Linked DNA regions of Mus musculus: all the other regions are linked to region 1. A link is a contact called in public promoter capture Hi-C data. All regions are on one chromosome and are shown on one strand. The core of a region is the stretch at or near the end of the contact, and the rest is flanking DNA. Distances in the headings are between cores, read along the strand shown.

Region 1 (3,029 bases), core at 476-2,975:
AAACAACCCTAAGGTTCCACCCCACAGCAGTCAGAATGGCTAAGATTAAAAACTCAGGTGACAGCAGATGCTGGTGAGGATGTGGAGAAAGAGGAACACTTCTCCTTGTTGGTAGGATTGCGAGCTGGTACAAGCACTTTGGAAATCAGTCTGGCAGTTCCTCAGAAAATTGGACATAGTACTACCTGAAGACCCAGCTATACCACTCCTGGGTATATACCCAGAAGATGCTCTAACACATAAGATGCTCCACTATGTTCATATATATATATTATGATATATCTGTACACACATATGTATAATATTATGATATATTATATGTAATATTATAATGTATATCATAATATAATAATAGCCAGAAGCTGGAAAGAACCCAGATGTCTTTCAACCGAGGAACAGAAAATGTGGTACATTTCTACAACAGAGCACTACTCAGCTATTTAAAAACAATGACTTCATGAAATTCTTAGACAAATGGATGGAACTAGAAAACCTGAGTGAGGTAACCCAGTCACAAAAGATCACACATGGTACACACTCACTGACAAGTAGATATTAGCCCAGAAGCTCAGAATACCCAAGATACAATTCACAGACCACATGAAGCTCAAGAAGAAGGAAGACCAAAGTGCTCCAGTGCTTCTTAGCAGGGGAAACAGGCTACTCACAGGAGGAAATACAGAGGCAAAGTGTGGAGCAGAGAATGAAGGAAAGGCCATCCAGAGACTGCCCCACCTAGGGATGACAAGGTTCTTTTTAAAAGATTTATTATTTTATATGTATATTTTGCCCGAATGTACGCATGCATGTATGTATGTACACCATATGCATATCTGGTGCCTGCAGAGGCCAGAAGAGGACATAAGATTCCCCAGAATTGGAGTTACAGATGGCTGTGAGCCACCATGTGAGTGCTGATAACTAAACCTGGGTCCTTTGCAACAAATGCTCATGACCTCTAAATGCCATATTTGTAGTATTTATTTATTTATTTAGGTTTTTCAAGACAGGGTTTCTCTGTGTAGCCCTGGCTGTCCTGGAACTCACTCTGTAGACAAGACTGGCCTCGAACTCAGAAATTTGCCTGCCTCTGCCTCCCAAGTGCTGGTATTAAAGGTTCCCAAGTGCTGGTATTAAAGGTATGCACCATCACTGCCTGGCTTCTATTTGTATTTTTAATATGATGGAACAGAGCAGTTTTTTAAAATATCGTTTCTCGAAATTCTACATATATATATTATTATTAACCTTTTGTAAAAAGAACCAAACTGACTTGAAAAATAAGACTAACACATTTTAAAATATAGTTGAAATAGTTTAAAATGCCACTCTGTGTACTCTGCTAAAATGGAGTATCATTGCAGCACTTCCAAGTGCAAAATTGAGAAAGGCTTTTAAGTGAAGTGTAAAGAAGCAAGGATCACAATTGGAAGGCAAGAATGCAGAAACTGGATGCAGACAAATAATCACACAGTGAACAACACAAAGCCCTGCGAAGGACTAGAGGTGCCTGCCAACCCTCAGAGTGTCCCTTTATCCGTGGTGAATGGCCCTCTCTGTCAGGGCTGGTGGAAATGGCTACCAGAAGCTCAGAGAGGCAAGGAGAACCTTTTCACGCTCGCTGCAGCCCGCCCGGCTCACCCAGCCACGCCCACTCGACCCTCTCCAGTACGTCCCGCCCCTTCCGTCTTCCACTTCCGGGTGGCAGCGCATCTTTGCGCCGCCTTCTCGGAATCTGATTGGCTGGAGCATAAACGCTAACTGCCGCGCAGTTTAAACCTGAATCCTGGTCTTCGCGGATTGTCGCGCTTCCCTGGCAAGTGTGGGCACCCACAGCTGAAGGGGTCGCTGGTAGGCGTGGACGAGGCCAGCGCGGCCAGCAAGGCCTGCGAAGCCGGAACCCTTCTCGGTAGCCACTCCTGGCGCCTCAGTCCTCGCCGCCGCGCGTCGGCTTGCAGGGCCGGGACGCGGAGCCGGGACGCGGAGCCGCCTTCGGATCGGGGCGGTAACCTCTGTTCTGACTTTGAGCTCCCAGCTGGGCGAGGGGTCGCCACTAGTTTTCAGGTCAGTACCTGGAGGGAAAGGGATCTAGGTCCTTGTGACCAGGTCTGAAACGGCTGCTTTCGTGTAGGTAAGGATGCACCTACACGCATCTCCAGGGTAGGGCTTCTGCCAGGCTTGTTTCGAACAGAGAACTAATAGCTTGGCCGGGATCTGGGTATTGGGAGCTGACACTTAGAAATGGAGATGTGCTATATGCTAGGGCGTGGCATGGGGGTCCACAGGAGGGAGGAAAGCAGGGTGTGTCATCAGGATCTGTTTATTCCCGCCCCCCTCAGAAGTGGGATCAAAGAATGAGAAGAGGTCACAGTAGAAGGTCTGCCACAGGGCTGTGGATGAGACGGGGGATTGGACTGGAGGGAAAGTTGAAGATCTGCAGCTAGCCTCCTTGTTTCCCTGCTCAGATTGTGAGGTGAAAACCTGCAATTAGCCTACCAGCTTCCCTGCGGTTTTATGGTTTGTTTGTTTGTTTTTGGTGGGGGGGGGGGGCGAAACTTTAGAACAGTTGAACTTTACTGTTGAAACGTTCCTAGTGAACTTCCTCCCCGTTGCAGAAATTCGCCCCCCGCCCCCAACCATCTTCTCGGTCATTTGCTTAACAGCTTTCCACATCTGCTCAATGCTTTCAAACATGACCATTTCAACATTGGGCAGATTTTTTTTCTACTGAGAAGTTCTTTCATGTGTTCATATATATTTCTATTAGAAATGTTTATCCAAGGAGCTGCTATGTGCCAGGCACTAAGAGTTCAGCAGAAAACACATTTAATAGAAACTTCTGCCTGTCAGCATTACCCTAATCTCTGCTCTTCTCCGTGAAGATGTTTGTGATGGCGTTAGGGATGCCTAGATAAATAAGAATCTTTTCATTGGATCCTTATACTAGATCTGCAGACTATGTATAGATTGAGAATTGCAGGTACCTGACTAGGTCACTTTGTAGCCTACTATAGGACCGCTTCCGGGTT
Region 2 (2,718 bases), core at 77-2,576, 1.2 Mb after region 1:
TAGAACACGCCTTTAATCCCAGGAGAATGAGGCAAGCAGATCTCCGAGTTCAAGGCTAGCCTGGGACAAAGCAAATTCCAAATCCAGGGGTAATGGCACACACCTTTAATCTGGGTCACACCTTCTGCTAGAGGCCTACATAAGGACATTGGAAGAAGGAAGGCTCTCTCTCCTTTGCCTGCCTGCACTCCTTTGCCATCGAATCTATTGGAACCTACTTCTTCAGGATTCCAGCTTATCCAGAAGACCAGCTAAAATAACTACCCTCGTGGGACTGAGCAACTATTAGATTCTTGGACTTCCCATTCCCGTTGTTGGGCTAGTTGGACTGTAAACTGTATATCACTATGATAAATTCCCTTAATATATACATTTCATAAGTTTTGTGACTCTAGAGAACACTAATACATACAGGTATATGATAAAAAACAAAAAAGTATGGCCTACTGTTTTTTTGCATTTTTGTACCTGCTCCAAATAAACCTACATCACACAAGTTTATCCTTGACAGTCATTTAAAAAACAGATACAAATATAAGAACAACAGAGTAACAACCTTAATTTGGGTACAGCAGTCAGTTAATCTATAAGAAAGTGCTGCTCTTGACCACCCAATTCAACCAGTGTGTTTTCCCTCTTTGGTAACCACAGAAGTACTAAACAGTAGCTTGCCTCTACAAATCTACAGTTGCTTGTCTGCAAATAGCCCTGTTACCTGGAGGACCAACATCAATGTGAGGACCATTTCCTCAAGATCGCTCCAGTGTTCTTTCCTGTCTTCACGATGATTCCTTTGATGACTTGATACATTTAGGGATTTGGTCAAACTACCACTGATTAATACCAAAGTCCTTTTCATTTTCAGCAAACGCTGTTTCAAACCACAGACCCTCCCCGCCCCCCTTCACTTTTCCCCACGATATGCATCCTGGGGCAAACCCACCTAGGACACTCAGCAAGGTTCACTGTCTAGCCAGCTGGGCGCCCACTGTGGGCATTCAAAAAACCCTCTGAGCGGATGGGCGTAAGCAGCGTGGGTGGAGGCGGGAAGAGGGGACCCGAAGGAATGCCACACAGCTCCGACCACGGCAGTGGGGCGCTGGGACCCGGAGGGTGGGACCCGGGCCGAGCCACCACGTCCGGAGCTCTTCACAGGCAGGCGCCGTCCCCGCAGGCCAGCCCAGCGCGCTCCCGCACCTCCGCCGACCCGCCTTCGAACCCAAGGACCGCCCGGACCCGCGCGGGCTCACCTGACGCTCCCGCAGCTCCGCGCTCTTCTCCCGGCGCGAGCCCGACTGCACCGCGGGTACGCGAGATCAGCTGATTCATGGGGGCGGGGCCTCCAGGTAGGGGCGGGGCCTCCGGCGGCGGGCTGGAGAGGCGGGCCCGCAGAATGGGTGGAGCTAGGCAAGAGCCGGTGACGGCGTCCGACAGGGATCAAGATTGCTCCGAACGCATCAGTGACTGCAGGCAAACCATTCAGTCAGGGCAGAACCAATCGTCCTAGGGCGGGCGCACTTTAGAAGCAACCGAAGACTCAGTGAAAGGACCTAACTCAATAAGCGTTTCCATGGTAACGATAGGCCGCGCTTGAGGATGGAAACTACTGCAAGTTTTGTTACCTCCTCAAACTGCGAGAAATGAAGAGAAAATCTTACCTATCAGAACATGGCTGCACACGTCTGTAATCCCAACATTTGTGAGATGAAGGCAGCAGGATCAGGAATTCGAGGCCAGCCTTGAGAACGTGTCTCAAGAGAAATAACAAAAGTGAAAATACGAGCTACCTTTAAGCTGCATGACGTCATCTCTTCCCGAGTGTGCCTTTGCCGCGTGTCCACCTTAAACGGTAAAGAGTAGGAAGAAACTATTTCCTCAGGGCTCCTCAATATACAGCGTTAAAATTGTTTTTGCTTGCTTCTTAGTCTCACTACCATCCATACTTGTCACGGTCGCAATCCTCCCGCTGCACCCCTAAGTGCTCCCTTGAATGTTTTGTGTAACAGATGCTCTCAGAACACAAGCCAGAGAGAAATCTGCTGCTACAGAGTGTGCATCGCGGAACCTACAGAGTTACATTTATTTACTCATTAAAGATAGATATATTCCCCGAATCGAATGCCCCTGCGTACAAATTCCCAACTGGTTCCTCCAACTCAGGGTCTCTCACCAGAGCCTTATCAACTTCAGTGCTAGAACAGAAAAGTGTACAGCCTTGAGAATGGCGCCACCAAATGGTACAAACCAGGGATGTCCTGCAGTTAATGAAGCCTGGACTCTGGCCGCCCTAACAAGCTACCTGTCCTCCATAACACAGCTAAAAAAGACAACAGTGAAAGAAATTTATTCAATGAGACTGCACTAGGAAAAAGAACTAAGGGGCTGGTTCAGTAAACCCCCTAAGTCTATCTTTGGAGCCTTGACATAAGTAGAAGGCTCAAGGTGTGATCTTGCCCATGGTAAACACATCTTGGTTGGTCCTGCAAAGCAAACTGACAAGTTGTCAGAACTAAGAACCAAGCTCTCCTGATGGTTTGCACCCAGAAACCCAATCTCTTCCTTCTCCAGTGAGACTCTTGAGGAAATCTAGTTCTTTGGGGCCCATTATCCTGTTAGTCCACTAGTCAAAAGGAGGGGCACACGTGTCTCTCCTCAGAATATCTTCACTCCTCTCAGGATGGTCACACAGCTTCAGCTGAGACATCCGTGTGGCCAAAG
Region 3 (3,126 bases), core at 544-3,043, 1.7 Mb after region 1:
CCAGCGATTTCTCATTCAGTAAAAGGCATCTTTTCCTTTTAGAAAAAAAAAAGATACAAATGTTTAGATGGAAGGAAAAGAATTTTCCTTCCTGAAGGCACTCCTTAATTTAAATCATAAGAATTACCTAATCAGATCCAACACAAAGGTACCTGGACACTGTTAAGCATGAACTGCAGGTAGAACTCTCCAGGAAATGATATTTGTATTAAGTACACAAGACATTAAATAGTTGGAGTTAAATATATGAAGAGACATGTGCTTCTGGCTCATCCATCTGGCTCTATGTTCTTTTCCCAAATCAAGCTATTATGGTGCTATCTCTGCCCCATTGTACTGTTGTTCTCTTCTTCTATTGCTTTCTCTTGTCTCCCTAAATATGGTAAATGTAACTGTAGCTATAATCAATTCTGCTCTTGCCTGCAGCCCTAGGAATCCCCTTGTATTCCCCATATGTCCATCTTTTCTGCTGTCCAAACAAGGATACTCTTTCCTCTTCATTCATACTGTAAAAGTGTTACAGAACGTCAAGTTGGTTAATCTTCCACAGTTTTCTGTAGATCCAAAATTAATGTTTAGAACTAGGCAACTAGGAACGTTCTACAGCTATTGGAAGCTAGATTTGTGAAGAACTGGGGTATTTAAATCTTGTCATTGAAAGTACATAGCCACACAGATATATCTAATCTTAGCACTCTGAAGGCTGAGGCAGGAGGACAATGATTCAAGGCCAACCTGGTCTAGATACTGAGGTCCTTTTTCAAAAAGCCAAAGCAAGGCTAGGGATATGGCTCAGTTAGTAGAGTGCTTGCCTACCATGTATGGAACCCAACCTTTGGTTCCATCCCCAGCACCAATAAAGTTGGTGTGGTGGCATATGCCTGTAACCTCACTACTGTGGAGGTGGGGGTGGGAGGACCTCTATGACTCAAACTTCTCTGGTCTACCTAGTTACAAGAGATAGTTACAAGGCTACATGGAGACCTTGTCTCAAACAAACAAATTGTTTTTGAGCAAGGTCATTCTCTACTTCCTACTGAGTTTGAGGCTAGTCTAAGATACATAAGACTTTGTTTTAAAGTAAATCCAGCCACTGAGGCTGAAAGTTTCCATAAAAGAAATTACATTGAGACATACATAAATTCATACCTTGGAATCATTTTAAACACAACCCTTCCCGCCTCCGAAAATATCTATATTTATAGCTATAAAAGAAATCTTTGCTAAAAACCTGTTTGACCAGAGAAGAACCACCAGGAAATGTTGCTGGTTATAAAAGTTTGCTTCCCTTGCAGAGGACCTGGTTGGGTTCCCAGCACCAACGTGACGGCTTACAATTGCCTACAACTCCGGTTCCAGGTCAGATCCCGTGGAACTCACTGATGGGACCCGAGTGCACGTCCTCATCAAGAAAAAGTGTTCTGTGTTGTTTTAAAATAAAATGTCCTTTACATGGCGGGGCGGGGCATAGCATAATGTGTTGTAAATCGTTTTGTGTGCTGTAAATTATACACATGTAATTTATATATTATATATAATACAAAATATAATGTACACAGAACTTTTTCTTCTTTACATGACCTAATAAACTGACAGCTTCCAGCCACAGTCCAAAACTTAAAAAAAAAAAAAAAAAAAAAGTCTCGCGATATTTTAAGGCCGTCTCTTTCCGGATTCTACTGTGGGCGGGAAAAACCCGGAAATGATCTCACGCTCTGCGGCATTGAGCGACCAGAAGTGACGTTACTTCCCAGAATTCTTAGAGAAGGAGACTCGCATATTTGCTGCTCCACGAGGAGAGGTGTGGAGCGGCTGAGCAACGTGGTCTGTTCGTCCGCGGGGAGGCGACGGCGTTTGCGCTCCCCCGCGTCCAAGGCCTAGCGGGTCTTCAGCGACTGAAAGGTAGTCATTTGCAGTGGCGTAAGGGCTCGCGGCTAGCCGCGTAGCGCCGCCCTGACCTGGTCTCATCATGTTGGTCCTGTTTGAAACGTCCGTTGGCTACGCCATCTTTAAGGTAGGTGAGATGGAGTTGTTGAGCTAAGAGGCTTATGTGGGACAGAGAGCTGGGTAAGATTTAAGGAGAGACGAACAACGGAACACATTTTAGTGTCTTCAAGTCCCCGGGCTCCGAAAAGATGTGAAAAATCAAGAGCCCGCTGGTTCAGGTGAACACGTGGCTTCTCCGAATTTAGGGCGACCTCTGCTTTACTCAGTTTAAAAAATGGGCAGGACCCTTTTTTACAAGTGACAATAAAGCGTTCATTTAATCACCTGAGGCTTTGTACATGTTAGATCAGCGCCCTGTCACCTAGTTACACCTCCAATCCAAGATCGGTTTAATGTTTATCTAATTTATGTATATGAGTACCCTATAGCTGTCAACAGACACACCAGAAGAGGGCTACAGATCCCATTACAGATGGTTGTGAGCCACCATGTGGTTGCTGGGATTTGAACTAGGACTTCTGGAGGAGCAGTCAGTGCTCTTAACCGCCGAGTTATCGCTCCAGCCTCAGATATTTATTTTGGGCTTTTCCAGATAGGGTTTCACTGTGCTGCTCAGGCTTTCCAGGAATTCCCTCTGTAGACCTGGCTAGCCTTGAACTCAGAGATCCACCTACCTCTGCGTCCTGAGTACTGGGATTAAAGGTGTGCATCATCACCGCCAGACTCTATTTACTTTTGAGGCAGGCTTTCCCTATGTAGGCTTGGCTGGCCCCTAACATTTCATTTATATTTAACTAGATTAAAGCTGGGGTCCAAGATCAGGGTCCTTCCAGGCATGATTGGAAGGTTTTGAGTAGTGAGTGGCTTTGTTTTTCCAAGACAGTTGTTCTCTGTGTAGTTCTGGCTGTCCTGGAACTCACTCTTTAGACCAGGCTGGCCTCGAACCCAGAAATCCGCCTGCCTCAGCCTCCCAAGTGCTGGGATTAAAGGCGTGGGCCACCACCGCCCAGCTATAGTTTGTTTTCTTTAAAGATTATTTTACTATGTGATGATAACAGGAGGAGGAGGAAGGTATACTGTGCTTTAATGTAGACAACATGAATGTTGTTAGGTCTCAGGACAAATGCTGAGGTGCTTATTATCATGGCAAGGCTGACTGGGCTGTACATTCTTCAGCCC

The links. Promoter capture Hi-C pulls out the DNA fragments that hold promoters and counts their contacts. Capture Hi-C pulls out chosen DNA fragments and counts their contacts.
Region 2: a promoter capture Hi-C map of pre-B cells shows a contact between it and region 1. The contact joins the promoter of Als2 here to the promoter of Sgo2a in region 1. A contact is called at or near these places in 2 of 39 promoter capture datasets (neutrophils and pre-B cells), 1 of 484 Hi-C or Micro-C datasets (CD4 T cells) and 1 of 9 other capture datasets (liver).
Region 3: a promoter capture Hi-C map of liver shows a contact between it and region 1. The contact joins the promoter of Nop58 here to the promoter of Sgo2a in region 1. A contact is called at or near these places in 1 of 39 promoter capture datasets (pre-B cells) and 1 of 9 other capture datasets (liver).

What each region holds. Positions count from the first base shown.
Region 1 is chr1:57,994,249-57,997,277 of GRCm38.p6, forward strand. It overlaps Sgo2a (shugoshin 2A), which reads left to right and starts at 1,726. Exons shown (of 9, transcript NM_199007.2): 1 at 1,726-2,064.
Region 2 is chr1:59,235,905-59,238,622 of GRCm38.p6, forward strand. Als2 (alsin Rho guanine nucleotide exchange factor) reads right to left here and starts at 1,327. Exons shown (of 34, transcript NM_028717.6): 1 at 1,251-1,327. Gm33667 (predicted gene, 33667) reads left to right here and starts at 1,451. Exons shown (of 2, transcript NR_168353.1): 1 at 1,451-1,849.
Region 3 is chr1:59,683,213-59,686,338 of GRCm38.p6, forward strand. Nop58 (NOP58 ribonucleoprotein) reads left to right here and starts at 1,794. Exons shown (of 15, transcript NM_018868.2): 1 at 1,794-2,014. The coding sequence starts at 1,970.